Linked DNA regions of Mus musculus: region 2 is linked to region 1. Evidence: chromatin contacts called from public HiChIP or PLAC-seq data. All regions are on one chromosome and are shown on one strand. Each heading gives the region's core, a stretch centred on a gene start, on an enhancer-like site or on the middle of the called end of the contact. The rest is flanking DNA. Distances are from core to core; before and after follow the strand shown.

Region 1 (2,865 bases), core at 267-2,766:
AACACCAGAAACAAGCACCATAATTAATCTGGCATGGTCTACTGAACTGACAGTAGGAATATGCTAAAGATGAAGATAAAATTAAGGGGCAAAAAGGAAAGTCTTTCTGTCATCTTCTTAGCTCACTGTGGAACTGTAGGAAATGGTGAACTTTTCTCACAGTAAAGAAAGCTTATGAGTAGTTCATGATGTACACAGGTGACACCAGATGAACACTCACATGGACTGTTTCATGGCAAAGATGAACTTTCAAACAGGGATGTGCATAGCCTGGGAGTTGGTCTTGAGGAAGGCATGTGCAATTTGTGTGTGGAAAGGTGGTTTAGCAGAAGAGACTGTAAAGAATACAGATCAGGTGTAAATGTGAATTTCTGTCCATTTTTTCGTTGGAGGGCGGGGTGGGGGGAGGGGCAGAAACGAAGATTAGTGGACTAAAAGCTCTACTCCTGCAGGGTCACCTTTGTCCCTCGATTACTCTTGGACATTGGTACAGGTAACAGCCAATAGAAGACTCCTAGTCCTTAAAACCACTTGCCATAACCAATGGCTGTAATTTTAGGAAAGGAGTGGTCTTAAGATGTGAGGGCTTAAAACACCCTACGGAATCCATAGGATCTGTAAGTTGAGTTGAAGAGATGTATCTTTGGTGAGAAATTGGAGCCAGTTTTATAATTTGACCGTGTTTGGGCAAATTGGGGTTTTACTCCATCTTTTCTGGTCAGTTTCTATGTGTGACTCAAAACTGTCACTTTGCTCTCCTTGGTTAAAGGAGAGGAAGGTCTCAGGAAGCCAGGAAGCCCACTCTAATTCTTACAAACCCCAGAGCTTGAGCCACACTGATTACCCCCCTGTGTTCTTTGCCAAGAGCATGCCACAAAATATGTGACCCGAAGGCATCGAAGAAGCCAAGAATGGAAAAATTCCCTAAAGGAAAGTGACATTTAATTGGGAAATTTCAGAGATCTGTCACTCCTAGTGACAACCCAGAAAAAACTGCTTTGCAGCTTTGTGACTGGAGGTGAGCTGCAACTGTCAGCTGAAGTTAGCAGGGACTCCCTGCAGGGAGGCCTTTAGGGGCGGAGAGCAAGGGACAGCTGCCTTTGCACATGGCTCCCCCAATCTCGAATAGAATATCGTGTGTGTGTGTGTGTGTGTGTGTGTGTGTGTGTGTGTGTGTGTGTGTGTGTGTGTGTTTAAAGCTGTACCAAAACTGTAGTTTAAAATGCTGTCAATTTTCCAATTAAGATATCCAGCTTGATAAGCCGAGCTATGGACCCATGGGAGGGGGAGAAAAACATGGTTCTTGGGAGTTTGTACAAAAAATATGGTGCTGGGTGGGTGCTAAGAACAAACGGTCTTATAACCCATGGTCTTTCTACACAGATCCGTTTGGGGAAAGACTGCCCCCAGAGTAGCCTGCTTTTCATAAGCTTCCCAATCAGATTTCGGGGGCAAAGCACTCCCCTCCTCCCTCGCACAGCCTGCTTCTTCTCTCTGCCCTCTCTCGTCCCTCCCATTCTCTATTTCCCTCCCCGGCAGGGTGTAGTTGAGTGAAGGCAGGATCAGGTTCCCCGCCTACCCGTCCAAATATCCCGCCAAGGAAGCCCCAGAGCACAAGAAAACCCAAAGTGGAGAGAGGGGAAGAAAGAAAGCACTGAGTCATCCATCCAGAAGGGGGGAGAGCAGAGCGCAGCCGCCCAGGCAGGAGCATCAGCCAGCGATACCTGGAGTCTGCAGAAACCTCGCCCGCACTTTGCAACAAAGGCAGCCAGCTAGTCAGCGAGGACCTCTGCAAGCCAAAGTAAGTGCAAGATACCCTGTGGTTTTCTCCAAAGGGTCTCTGGTGCAGTGTGCCTACCCCCCAAAGCCACTTTTCTGGTAGCCTGCAGTACGTGGAGGGGGTTGGAGCAGGAGAGAGGCTGCCTGGAGTCCGCTAAATAGGACTGCTTTTAAAAACGGACTTGCTCCAGAAGGCAAAACAGCCGAAAGGAAATTTTGGGGGGAATGAGCTAAGTAACCTAGCATGTGCTTGGATGGGAAGAAGGAAAGCAGCTTTTGGGCTGTGGAGAGTGCATGGGGACCGAATTCCTGCTACCTGCCAGAGCATGCAAAGCGCGGGAGAGGGCACATTTGTGCTCTTTGTAAAACCTGGAGCTTTGGTGGGTGTGTCTGGCCCAGTAGGCATGAGAGAGAAGAAAGGGTGTATCAGTAGACAGGTCTCATTTCCTACCTCCACTTCTCAGGTTGCCCTAGAGCTTGCCAACTGCCAATTGCTGCCCGCTCTAGGTGTGGTACATGCCTGGCAGCCTGCCCCTCCTGTGTCTGCTGATGGAGAAACATCTCCGCCAGAGCAGCCTGCACTCCCTAGCCTGCCCACGAGCCCAGAAACGCTTCTAGAAACAGTTCAGTCCAAAGTTTCAAAGGCACACTTTGGAGTCTACCTTTGCTTGGTTGGGATGCCAACTGGCATAGAAGCACTTACGTTTTCAGTTGTATCCAAATAAGCCAGGGTTGTGGTAAAGACGAGTTTGGCAGACACCCGGAATTTCTGAGGTGATATTCCAGTTGTTTCCATAATATATTTTGAGAAGAAAAGTCACTTCTTTTGTGCATAAAACATAACCTTTCCTCTCTTCTAAAATATGTGTGTGTGCATGCGCACACACACATGCACACACACACGCACACACACACACACACACACACACTTCTATGGGATCTGATGTGGCATATAAATACAAGAGCACACATGTAACTCACATACAGATTGCTAACTAGTTCTTGTCTCCTTAGTAATAAGGACTTTGGAGCTGTAGGAGCAGAGCGAGACTTCAGAAGTAGAGTGGGTGCCTCACAGAAGGAATG
Region 2 (3,036 bases), core at 245-2,744, 48 kb before region 1:
CCCTTTAAAGCATAGGGTTCTTCAAATAAGAAGGAGATAAATGGAAGGCATTACCCTGGGCATACTTGGTCCACAGTTCTTAATGAGCTCTCTGCATACTGACAAAACTTCTAATGACTTAGTGTTGGTGGTAGTATTAGAAAATGACAACACAGAAGTGGATGCTCACAGTCAGCTAATGGATGGATCACAGGGCTCCCAATGGAGGAGCTAGAGAAAGTACCCAAGGAGCTAAAGGGATCTTCAACCCTATAGGTGGAACAACATTATGAACTAACCAGTACCCCTGAGCTCTTGACTCTAGCTGCCTATGTATCAAAAGATGGCCTAGTCGGCCATCACTGGAAAGAGAGGCCCATTGGACACGCAGACTTTGTGTGCCCCGGTACAGGGGAACGCCAGGGCCAAAGGGGGGGAGTGGGTGGGTAGGGGAGTGGGGGTGGGTGGGTAAGGGGGACTTTTGGTATAGCATTGGAAATGTAAATGAGCTAAATCCCTAATAAAAAAAAAAAAAAAAAAAAAAGAAAATGACAGAAATGTTTATGCTAAAGAAAATCTCTTGACATGCCTGTGCCCATGCATGTATCAGCTTGATGCTCCAATGGCTTCAGATAATAGAAATCCCACAGTTTTTTTTTCAAAGACCCTTTTACCAGGAGCCCACCATAGATGATTACTTGACACGGTTAAGAGCCAATTGAGAAGTCTTTATTCCAACCAGCCAGGGTATTTGGGATCTAAGTGTAACCTCAAGCATTTAGACCAAGTGGCTTTTAAAGGCAAAAACTATATCATAATATGTTGTTCAGTAGCTGCAGCAGGAGGTTTGTACAAGCAAGCAATTTAACAGAGGCTAAGATAAGTTAGGTGGGGCGTTGTGGTCTCAGGTCCTAGAATGCAGTTGGCTGGGTAATTTTCCAACGGATTCTCCATCAAGGAGATCAAATTCTAGTTAAATCTGAAATAGGCTAAGCAAAAATCCAAGATGGAGGCACGGCTTCACTGTCTTGTCCTGTCACATTCTGACTGTACCCAGCCTTTACTGACCATGGATCTGAGGAACTGCTGGGCTCTTTCAAGGTACCTACGTCATCTTCTGTGTGTTTCTTTGAGCTAGCCCTCAGCTCACAGCATGCTTCCTGCTTCGGGCTCCACTCTCCTTTGTCCCTTCATTGGATGCTTAGGGAGAGGAGTGTGGTCTGCAGTTAGGAGGACACCTTCTGATCCAGACCCCTGGGAGATGAGTTATCTCAAGCACCAGCAATCCCTGTCCTTCAGAGGCTCCTTTAAGATGGCCTCAGCTTGAGCTCTGAGTGGGCTGGCTGTGTGGTGTGTTCTGAGAAAGCCATAGGAGGCATCTTCCTTTGGACTTCTCTCTGACATGCAAAACACTGCTTTCTACTATTGAAAAAGCAAAAGCTGGAATCCAGGCATTTCAAGGCCTGAAAGCAAATAAGGAGGAGCCTGAGGGGGAACAATTCCAGAGACAGGGCAAGAGGCTGTGGATCCAGGGATTCCAGCAGAGACTCTCTCAGTGGTTCCTGCCTTTCAGCTCCTTTCAACCATCATTTTTATTGGCTGCCTCCCCCAATTCATCCCTCCAGGACTTTTGTGTGCTTTTCTTCCTTTACTACCCAGCATTCTAGTCCTTTGTTTTTATTCTCCATGTGCCCACCCTGCTGCCCCCTGCTGTTTCCCCAGATAGAAACCCCACTCACTGGTTTCCTCTTTATTTCAATAGGATATTTTGTCTTCTCTCCTTTTCTGACTTCGGTCTTTCTTTTCTGTTTTTTGTTTTTTTTAACCACCCTCCCCTCCCCCTCCTTTTTTTTTTTTTTTTTTTTTTTTTGGCTTCTGGTCCCAGAGAGAAAGGACTTGCATCCTGCTGAGACAGGATGACAGTGCTGTTAGCATTCCCAGTGCCTGCTCCCTCCACATCTGTGCAGCCTTTGTCCTGTGGCAGCGGAGGATTTGGAATGGTCTGTTGGCAGCATCAAGGAGACTCATGGGAAATGAGGTCCTGGGAGGGAGTCTGTTGGGCAATGGAAGAAAGAGCAGAGGGGATTTGGATGCATCAGTAGGAGGCAAATTAAAGAATGCGTGCTATAAAAGGCCAACATATAATGCATATACACTGCAGATGATAAAGTCATGTGAACAGGATGTGGGGTGGCTGAGTGAGAGTTCACAGATGTAGTGCAGAGTAGCAGGACTTTAAAAGTTTCTGTAGTGTGTGTGTGTGTGTGTGTGTGTGTGTGTATCTATTACGGCTTGAATATATATAGTGTTCTTCACAGGCTCGTGCATTTTTTCACATGTATGAGCACGTGGATCCCCAGCTGGTAGTGGTATTTTGAGCAGTTGTGAACCTTAAGATGCAGAAAGGATAGGTGGGGCTTGATGAAGAAAGGGCAGTCAGTGCTCCCTCATAGAGGAATTTCACCCTAGTCCTTCAATAAAGACTTCACACTTATCTTCTGGTACAGGATAGCTGTGAGATTAAAAACAAAAGACAAGAAAAGAACAAACAAGCAAACAAAAAAACAAAACAAAACAAAAGCCAACTAGAAGGGACAGAGCTGGAAGGATTCTCTGTCAGTTACTTTTCTAATGCTGTGATGAAAACCATGACAAGGCAACTTATAGAAGAACGGGTAATTGGGCTTACAGTTCTAGGTTAGAGCCCATCATAGAAGTGAAATGCCGTCACTTGGGCAGGCATGGCAGCTGGGGCATGGTGCTGAGAACTCATGTCCTCAACTGCAAACATGAGGCAGAGAGAACAAACTGAAGGAGGAGGGGGCTTTGTGAACCTCCAGTCTGCCCTCAGTGATGCACTTTCTCCAGCAAATATGTAACATCTAAGCCTCCCCAAATAACATCACCAACTGGTGACCAAGTATGAACATGACTGAGACTGAGAGCAGCTTATCACTTCTACCACCACAGAGGCCTTTGGATAAGTAGAAAACTGTGAATTATCTGTTGATAGTTTAATGTTCTTATTTCAGGTTCCCTGGAGGAAAGCTCATAGAG

What was found. HiChIP or PLAC-seq counts read pairs in DNA pulled down with a chosen protein or histone mark.
Region 2: a contact with region 1 is called in an H3K27ac HiChIP or PLAC-seq map of stem cell-derived neural progenitor cells. The contact joins the enhancer-like site here to the promoter of Ptn in region 1. A contact is called at or near these places in 2 of 39 promoter capture datasets (the 3T3-L1 cell line and neural stem cells), 10 of 484 Hi-C or Micro-C datasets (the 3T3-L1 cell line, the C3H10T1/2 cell line, the N1E-115 cell line and 6 more), 8 of 115 datasets of contacts at active chromatin or transcription factors (craniofacial prominence, embryonic stem cells, neural progenitor cells and 4 more) and 2 of 9 other capture datasets (adipose tissue and liver).

Annotation. Positions count from the first base shown.
Region 1 is chr6:36,808,830-36,811,694 of GRCm38.p6, reverse strand. It overlaps Ptn (pleiotrophin), which reads left to right and starts at 1,516. Exons shown (of 5, transcript NM_008973.3): 1 at 1,516-1,801.
Region 2 is chr6:36,856,934-36,859,969 of GRCm38.p6, reverse strand. The region is part of intron 31 of Dgki (diacylglycerol kinase, iota); the gene reads left to right. Among named protein-coding and RNA genes, the nearest start is that of Gm52857, 45 kb to the left of the region's middle. Within about 2 kb of position 1,494, at least 62 of the 459 cell types and tissues checked have an H3K27ac peak or open chromatin away from gene starts, as enhancers often do. A contact at or near this core is called in cerebral cortex, embryonic stem cells, forebrain and 5 more, where this site is marked.